Linked DNA regions of Sus scrofa: all the other regions are linked to region 3. A link is a contact called in public Hi-C data. All regions are on one chromosome and are shown on one strand. Each heading gives the region's core, a stretch centred on a gene start, on an enhancer-like site or on the middle of the called end of the contact. The rest is flanking DNA. Distances are from core to core; before and after follow the strand shown.

Evidence for each region. A called contact is a pair of places that touch in the nucleus more often than the background predicts.
Region 1: a Hi-C map of skeletal muscle shows a contact between it and region 3, with 4 times the contacts expected there. The contact joins two enhancer-like sites. A contact is called at or near these places in 4 of 47 Hi-C or Micro-C datasets (embryonic fibroblasts, fibroblasts, liver and 1 more) and 1 of 2 datasets of contacts at active chromatin or transcription factors (skeletal muscle).
Region 2: a contact with region 3 is called in a Hi-C map of skeletal muscle, with 2.8 times the contacts expected there. The contact joins two enhancer-like sites. A contact is called at or near these places in 2 of 47 Hi-C or Micro-C datasets (embryonic fibroblasts and skeletal muscle).

What each region holds. Positions count from the first base shown.
Region 1 is chr7:10,656,239-10,659,029 of Sscrofa11.1, reverse strand. The region is part of intron 3 of LOC106507125 (a long non-coding RNA gene); the gene reads right to left. Among named protein-coding and RNA genes, the nearest start is that of MIR9807, 100 kb to the left of the region's middle. Within about 2 kb of position 1,304, at least 22 of the 83 cell types and tissues checked have an H3K27ac peak or open chromatin away from gene starts, as enhancers often do. A contact at or near this core is called in skeletal muscle, where this site is marked.
Region 2 is chr7:10,704,366-10,707,065 of Sscrofa11.1, reverse strand. No RefSeq gene overlaps it. Among named protein-coding and RNA genes, the nearest start is that of MIR9807, 54 kb to the left of the region's middle. Within about 2 kb of position 1,320, at least 4 of the 83 cell types and tissues checked have an H3K27ac peak or open chromatin away from gene starts, as enhancers often do. A contact at or near this core is called in skeletal muscle, where this site is marked.
Region 3 is chr7:10,506,205-10,509,010 of Sscrofa11.1, reverse strand. All of the region lies in intron 2 of LOC106507125 (a long non-coding RNA gene), which reads right to left. Among named protein-coding and RNA genes, the nearest start is that of CD83, 160 kb to the right of the region's middle. Within about 2 kb of position 1,325, at least 5 of the 83 cell types and tissues checked have an H3K27ac peak or open chromatin away from gene starts, as enhancers often do. A contact at or near this core is called in skeletal muscle, where this site is marked.

The DNA of each region.
Region 1 (2,791 bases), core at 55-2,554, 150 kb before region 3:
TTGCTGGGTTTTCTCAATGCTGATGGGAGAGGCCAGTCCGCCTCCTTCCTGAAATTTGCAGGAAACCCCCTTAAAGCGGGGCTGGTGGCAGCTGTATTTTTCGGAAGGTTCTGCTTTGGCCAGATAAGGGACATTCAGATAGGATTTCAAATATTTTCACTTTAAAATAATTTTATACTCAAACTATAATTATATATATATATACACACACACACGTATATTATATATATATACACACACATACATGTGTACATACATAGCAGTTCATACAAAAATGTATAAATATAAAAAGTACATATGTATATATGTATGAAGAAAGAAAGAAAAGAGTTGTTTCCCAGTAGCTCAGTGGGTTAAGGATCTGGTGTTGTCACTGCTGTTGTGCGGATTTGAGCCCTGACCCAGCTTGGGGTCAGGTTTGGTCTAAAAAAAAAAAGGAAAAGAAAAGAAAGGAGGAAAAAAAAGAAAAAAATGTTTCTAGTAATCAGGCATGAGCTACTGATTCACAGGATGGTTACAGCATTTCTGCACCTTCCGGGTCCACAGTGAATCAGCTCCAGGAGGAGGCCGACATCACTCTTCACTTCTATCTTCTCAATCTCCCTCTGTCTTTTCTCTCATCCTCCACCATTTGCTCCCTTGCGGCTGCAGGCTCAGGCCAGGGACAGCTGAGGAGGCGGAAGGGCAGCGTGTGAGTGTAGGTGTGTAGGGGTGCTTTGCTGAGGGTCCTTATTTTCTGATGGGGCAGCCTCAGGCTCTTAGGTCCACCTGGAGTGACAGAGGAAAGGAGTTCCATGTGGCTCAAGTCTCCGCCCTCTGAGTCGATGGCCCAGGGACTCTGAAGCACCAGTAGGGCAGGTCACCTTCTGGGACGTGTCAGCAGGTGGGGCAAGACCCGGAGGAACCTGGGCTCTGACCTCACTGGGACCCACAGGCTGGGACACGTGGCTGTAGACTCCCTGCTGAGACTGTCCACAGAGTCTAAGAACGCTTACCTCTTGCTACATTGCTCTCCTCCCCTGACTCCCCCATAGAGCTCCCAGAGGTCATCCTGCACTTCCGGGCAAATAGCTTCGGGATGTTTCTCTCTCCTCTCTCTCACCCTTGGGAAGGTAGGGGAGATCAACTTGTCACTCCCAAATATCTCTTTGGCACACGGCTTATTTCAAGCTGAGAACAATCAGCACCAGAAAGACTCAGGAAGAAACTGACCTTGCCCCTAACTACCTAAAAGCATTTAGACAGAGGGCAGGTTCCCAGAATAGAGCTGGCACCAGAGACATTCTCAAAGATTCCTGGCTGGGTCTGGCGGGAAACACGAGGCAGAGCCTAAAGATCAGAGTTGACACGGGTCCCATTGTCCCTGCAGGGCCAGCACACATTTACTTTCCAAACACTGGCTTTTCCATCTGCACGCCTTCCTCCCCTTTGAAGTCCTAAACCACCACCCAGCATCCCTTTCTGTCTTTGGCAGAAGACGCTATTTAAGGAGAGGGCTTCAGCCATTGCAGCCAGTGAAACAACTTTCCTGGGTCCCTCCCATGTATACACGTTATTCACCTTTTGTTGGATTTTCTCTCGTTCATCAGTCTCACGTCAGTCGAATTCTTAGAGCAGAAGAATAACCCAGAAGGGCGGAGGAAAATGTCTTCCTTCCCATCCAGGGGGACCACCCCTCCGGGCTCTGAATCCCATCCCACATCCTTCACCCCGTTTCTCCACTGCACACCACCCACCCGGGGCTCCCTGCACGTAGCCAGGATTTCACCAGCAAAGGGCAAGGCTGCCTGGGGGCTGATCTGTTTCTAAGACAAGGTGAAGACATTGCAGAGGGAGGGATAAAGCAGCCCTGGTCAAACTTGCGGCGAGTCTCTCGTGAGTGTTTTGCTTCTCTGGGTAGGAACGCCCCTGCTCCTGTTTATCTGGCCCAGGGGAAGTGCTGCGAGTAGACCTCTTGGCTAACAGGGATCCCTTTGCTCTGTGAAGAGGGCGATTACTAAACAATGACACTATTACCAAAGGAGCGCGGAGCTGGCTGGAGCCAAGCGATCTTGTACTCTAGGTTTACAGAGCTATAATTATCCAGAGTTTCAAAACACAATGGTATCTGCTGAAAGGGAAGGAACCAAGCAGATGAATGAGGCACATCCCGTGGACCGATGACTCCACGTGAATGGGGTGGCGATGTTTTTCAGTGTCACTCAAATTAACAAATGTGCTGAAAGGTTTAAGCAGAACAAATGCACAGGAGGCGGGGGTGGGGGGGAGTCAAATCAAGAAGAGGGATCTGTTTCCTAAGACCAACAACAGACTGGCTGGAAAAAGCATATTCCGGGCTGCTGCTGTGAACAGCAGTCAGGACGAATGAAGGCTTATGAGGGTTTGCCACGTGAAAATTGAAGCGTTTTCCAGTTGCCCTTTCATTTCAAAATAAACTCTTTTAACCTCCAGGGGACCCTGTGTGGAGGAGTGGGGGGAGTGGGCGGCCTTACTGGAGAGGTCCATGTAGTTTGCAGTTCTGAGGCCGTGCTGGACTGGAGGCACATCATACAGTTTGGTGGAAACTGGTGGTCAGGAGAGACCAGGGCCTTTAGCCTAAAAAGAGATTTGGCCCATACAGTAGAATTGGACTCTGCTTCGAGCATGCAGGTTTCAGTATGCCCTCTTCAGTAATGATCTGTCCCCAGACTAAGGATGGGCCACATGCTCAGGGCTCTTGAGGACTTTTTCAAGATCTACAACCTAAGTCAAGGTCTCTAGCCCACCTACTGCTTATGTTGGGGAAAAGTTC
Region 2 (2,700 bases), core at 71-2,570, 200 kb before region 3:
AGCACACCAAGTGCTTCGAAGGGATGTGCGCCAGGATCACCTTTCTGGTGGTGAAACATGGGTACTCCTTGCACTTGTCATGGCCCCGACGTGCTAATCCAGGATTCCCTCATCACTCAGTACATTTTTATTAAGGACCTGCTGTGTCCTAAGGACTGCGTCGTCCGCTGCGAACACAAGGCCCCTCCCCCAGGGATTTATAGCGGGTTAAGTGCCCGGGTGACCTAACAGGGAGGCACTGGGGGGCGGGAGGGATGACAGGGAGAGCCGAGTGGGGTGTGATGGAGAGGTAAGCAGAAGCCGAGGGGTGCTAAGTGTAGCCCCCGAGTGATTCAACACATCGGATTGAGAGGTCCCAATTCCCCTTCGAAAAAGATGGCCAGGACGGCCGTGGGCACGAGGGACTGCGGGAGGTCAGGGCCGAGCAGAGCATCGAGTGAGGAGGCGGCCGTGGTCCGGGTGAGAGGATGGGGTGGGCGGTCGACGCTGACGGACGAGCACAGGGTGCTCTCCTCGCGGGCCCGTGGCCGCAGGCAGGAGAGGCCGCCTGGGAGAGGGGCTCGCCAAGAGAGATGCGCTGATAACCTCAGCAGCTCGAGTTTGGTCCAGGCTCTGCGGGAACCTCCCTACGGCCAGGACGATTAAAGGCTCTAGAGGGGAAAGAGACACACTTCCCTTGAGGGCACCAGGGAAAGGGGCTGGCAAGCCGGCCCTGTGTGGATGGGTTGGGGCGGCCCTGCGTGGAGACAGGGGCCTGCAGTGGGGAACCCGAAGTCATCGCAGGCGTGGGTCCCCACCTCTGGTGCTTCGTGTGCACGCTGGCCGAGCCGCTTCCCTTCCCAAGGTGTTGTCCCCTACAGCAGCCACTAGCCCCACAGGGCCACTTAAATGTAAATGTATTAAATTTAAAATTGACATTAAATTAAAATTTATAAGTGAATTAAATTTTAAATTGAAATTAAATTTAAAATTTATAAGCGACCCCGTCTATGGTGTTTTTTTTGGGACAGCAGCCTGAATGGGCTCAGGATGCCTTGCCTGCTCTCCTGGACCCCCTGCGACCTTCCCTCGTGGGTGGCTTGCCCTTGCCCAGGGCCATCCTCATGGGTGGGGACCCCAGGGCCTCTCTACCCCATGTCTCACAGCCACCCACCAGCCCTACTCCCTCCCAGGCCAAGAACCCGCTCTTGGACCAGCCGTGGCCCCTTTTGCTAAGGTCAGCAGGTAGTATGTTCCAGAAGAGGCTGTGACCCAGGGGGCAGAGAGCCTGGACAGAGAGCAGGAATCATGTGCTTTGTGCTCCGCCTCCGCAGAGACCGGCTGGGTTTCTTAAGGGTGAATGTGGATGTGGGCCTTGGAGGCCTTGGAGGCCCACAGGAGAAAGAGGACGGAGGGGAATGTCACTCCCGGGGCCGTGAAGGAGTGACGGGGCCTCAGAAGAGAAACAGTAAATTAAAGACAAGGTGCACGAATGGCGTGCTTTCCCTGTACTTCAGAGAGCAGGTTCCATCTATATTTCAACACCCGGCACGCTCAAGAATGGAGCAGACACACACGTGCTTGCAAAACCAAAACACAGCTGGTAGGTCTAATTTTAGGTCCCTAAGCGTTGGCAGTGTCCCTTCATCCAGTGAGCGCTGTCTGATCTCCCAGAGTCTGTGCCAAGAGCCAGACTCCGCCAAGCTCCCTGACAGTCCTGTGTGCAAGCCGGAAGGTGGGTGGCGCCCCTCTGGGCCTGGGGTCCCCAGGAGGGGGATCCATCATGACAAGGGGATGGGGCGGCCCTTCTTGCAGGCTCAGTCCGGGGCCTCAACTTGTTTGGGGGAACCTCTAAAAAATAGCAGTTTGAAAAGTAGTCTTGGGGAGTTCCCGTCGTGGCGCAGTGGTTAACGAATCCAACTAGGAACCATGAGGTTGCAGGTTCAATCCCTGGCCTCACTCAGTGAGTTAAGGATCTGGTGTTGCCACGAGCTGTGGTGTAGGTTGCAGACGTGGCTCGAATCTGGCATTGCTGTGGCTCTGGCGTAGGCCAGTGGCTACAGCTCCGATTCGACTCCTAGCCTGGGAACCTCCACATGTCGTGGGTGTGGCCCTAGAAAAGAGAGAAAGACAAAAAAAAAAAAAAAAAAAAAGAAAGAAAGAAAGAAAGAAAAGGAGTCTTGGAAAGAAAAATGTAATCATACCAGGTTCACCCAGCAGGTGCGTTCGGGAATAGAGAGGGGCTTCAGGAATAAACTGTTTGCCCAGAATCATGCTTGCATGGAATATAAACTCTCCATCTTGCCAGGAATGATCTGAGGAATGAGGGTCCCGTCTGACAGGAGTTTCTAGAACCGTGCTGCTTGGGTCTGAATCTGGTTCTGTCATTTAGCAGTTACATGACTTGAAGTGATGGCTTAACCTCTCTGTGTCTCAGCTTCCTCATCTGTAAAATGATGCTGACCGTGGCGCCCACCTTCTAGTGGAACCTGCAGGAGTGATGTGACAGATGAAGGAGGTGACGCCTCTGCGGTTAGAACGGTGCCTGGCACAGAGCAAGCATTCAGGAGGTGTCAGCTATTACAGTGAACTGATTCTTTCGGTTTGGGGCACTTAGCGTTGCTAGCATGGCAAGACGGCAGAGAGGAAAATGTGTCTGCCTGGGTTCAAAGTCCAGGTCTATCACTAACCAGCTCTGTGAACTTGAGTACGTTAAGCTCT
Region 3 (2,806 bases), core at 76-2,575:
ACGCACATTTTTTGCTGAATCAGACCATCAGATGGTAAGACTCTATTGATAGAGAATTCATTAACCATCCGCCTCGTGTTCGCCTTCATCGTAGAAACACGCGCGGCCTTTTTAAGCACACAGGATATACTTGGGAGCAACAGAGGGGCAGAGCTAGAGGTCACGGCCGTAGAGGGCTTGCCGTCTTCTGCCAGCTGTCACAGGGCCGTGTGGGCCAGAAAAGGCTCCTCTAGTTGGAAAGCTAAACTTGGCACATTTGGAGCAGTACGCAGGCTGATAGTTGCCTTTCTTTCTTCTTCTTCTTCTTCTTCTTTTTTTGCTTTGTTTTTTGCTTTTTAGGGCTGCACCCATGGCATATGGAAGTTCCCAGGCTAGGGGTCCAATCGGAGCTACAGCTGCCGACCTACACCACAGCTCATGGCAACGCTGGATCCTTAACCCACTAGGTGAGGCCAGGGATCAAACCTGCATCCTCATGGATACTAGTCAGATTCGTTTCCACTGAGCCATGACAGGAACTCCCCAGTGTGCCAATTTCTGCCATACAGCATCATGACCCAGTCACTATCTATACACGTTCTTTTTCTCATACTATCTTCCATCATGTTCTATCCCAAGAGACGGATATGGTTCCCTGTGCTGTACTGGAGGACCTCACTGCTTACCCATTCTAAATGTCACAGTTTGCAATCAACTAACCTCCAACTCCCTGCCCATCCCACTTCTTCCCCTGACCGTTTGGCCACCGCAAGTCTGCTCTCTGTGTCCATGAGTCTGAAAACCAGTTCAATAAACGCCGAATCTAACACTTTAGATGGTCCATAGACGCCGTGTAAAACATTGGTTACTAGCACCGCTTTGTCCAGTACCTGCTTTGCTCTAAGCACTGTGTCTGCCTTGTCGCACCGTGATCTAATGCCACACTCCAATGTCAGGAATGACTGGCTGGCAGGACTACCAATCAAAGAACTTCTTCCAAATTTTCGAGGCAAAGGGAGTGTCAGGGAGCCTGGACTAAGAAGGGATCACCTACCCCCCTCCTTCTGCAAAGACACGGAGGCGGAGGGCGGGGTGAGCTGGGTCGCGCACACAGAGGCCTCCTGCTCCAAAGCACCCAGAGCTCAGCTGTGCCTTCAGGGGGAATGCTACCACACACCCCGGCTGGGCCCACCCCATAGCAGCGGCTGCTTTGATCAAAGGCGCCACGCCACCCATGAGGGGCAGGAGGCAAAGCCACAAGCAGTGACAGGCTCCAAAGACAGCAGAGTCACGCTCGAGCAGAGTGAAATCTTCGCAAGCGTTCAGTCTGGGAAAAAACCCAGGAGCTGCGTCAGCTCAGCCACCCCCGCCAGCAGTGAAAAGGAAAGGAACACACAGGAAGGCAGGCGGCTTCCGGCTCTGGGTCGGGGAGACAGCCAGTGTCCGGCTGAGCGCAGACCTGCAGAAAAGGTTCATTGAATCAAGAGGCCTTGAGCGAAGCAGAGCCAGGTTTGAATCCAGGCCCACGACTCCGCGTGCCTTTGGGCAAATCACTAAACCTCTCTGAGCCTCCTTCCTCATGAGTGACGACGACTGCTTCAGACACTCGCTGTGAGGACGTCATGAGATGATACAGGCACGAGCACGCACGCACACGCCCCTAGCACAGTGCCCGGCACATCGCAGCTGTTCCATAAACATTGATTTTCCTGTCACATCCTGCATCCGACAGTTTGGGAAAGCCATTTGGGGCAGAGGTTCCTGCTAGAGAGACCTTCGTTTATGGGTTAAATGTACTAGTAAGTACAGGTCTGAAGCCTACCCATCTGTTTAGAAGCCAGAATAGAAATCTAAGTCCACAGACTTCCCAGATGTACGTGCCCTGGGCTGCAAAGGCCTTAGGCTGCTCTCGCGGTTTCTATCAGTGCTCACCAGGCCCTGCAGACCAGAGCCTTCAGAACCTTCAATGCTCCTGCGAAACCACCCTGCCCCTTCCCCCTGCTCTCACTCGCCAGGAGCCGCCAGCTAAGCCTCCCGCACAGCCGGCCCTTCCTCCTGAACCGGGTTTAGCTCATGCTCCCCTTTCTATTCCTGCCTCTTGGGATCTGGTCTTTTGCTGGACGTCCTTCTCACACACGCGGAAAACTTGCTTCTTCGGTCAACTCTTGTTGATTCCTTGATTGGAAGCCCACGATCTGTTCTCCAGGAGATGTTTCCACACTGATGCTGCCCATCGATTGTGTCTCGTTTATGTCCACCTGTGTCTGCAGGGCCTGGGACGGACTGCCCTGCTCCGTGTCTCACCTCTTACTCTTCCCCAAGGTACACATATGCACACACGCCAAGCACCTGGGAAATCCTGTGAGCCACACTTGGTGATTCCTTTGTCATTTGCACACTGCTTATCTACAGGGAGGTCCTTAGAAAAAGGGAGAGCTAGATGTGAGGTAAGAGGAAGAACTTCTCTATGTGGCTCAGCAGGTTACAAACCTGACGAAGATCCATGAGGACGTGAGTTTGATCCCTGGCCTCGCTCAGTGGGTTAAGGATCTGGTGTTGCCGTGAGCTGTGGTGTAGGTTGCAGATGTGGCTCAGACCCCAGGTTGCTATGGCTGTGGTGTAGGCCAGTGGCTACAGCTCCAACTTGACCCCTAGCCTGGAAACCTCCATATGGCACAGGTGCTGCCCTAAAAAAGACAAAAAAAAAAAAAAAAAAAAAGGCAGCAGCAGCAGCTTTTCCTCCCCTGGCTCTCAGCTCTCAGTGATTGAAGAGAAGCACCTCAAGGAGCCAGAGACTCTGCCTCAAGCAGCCGAGTTCAGCTCCCAC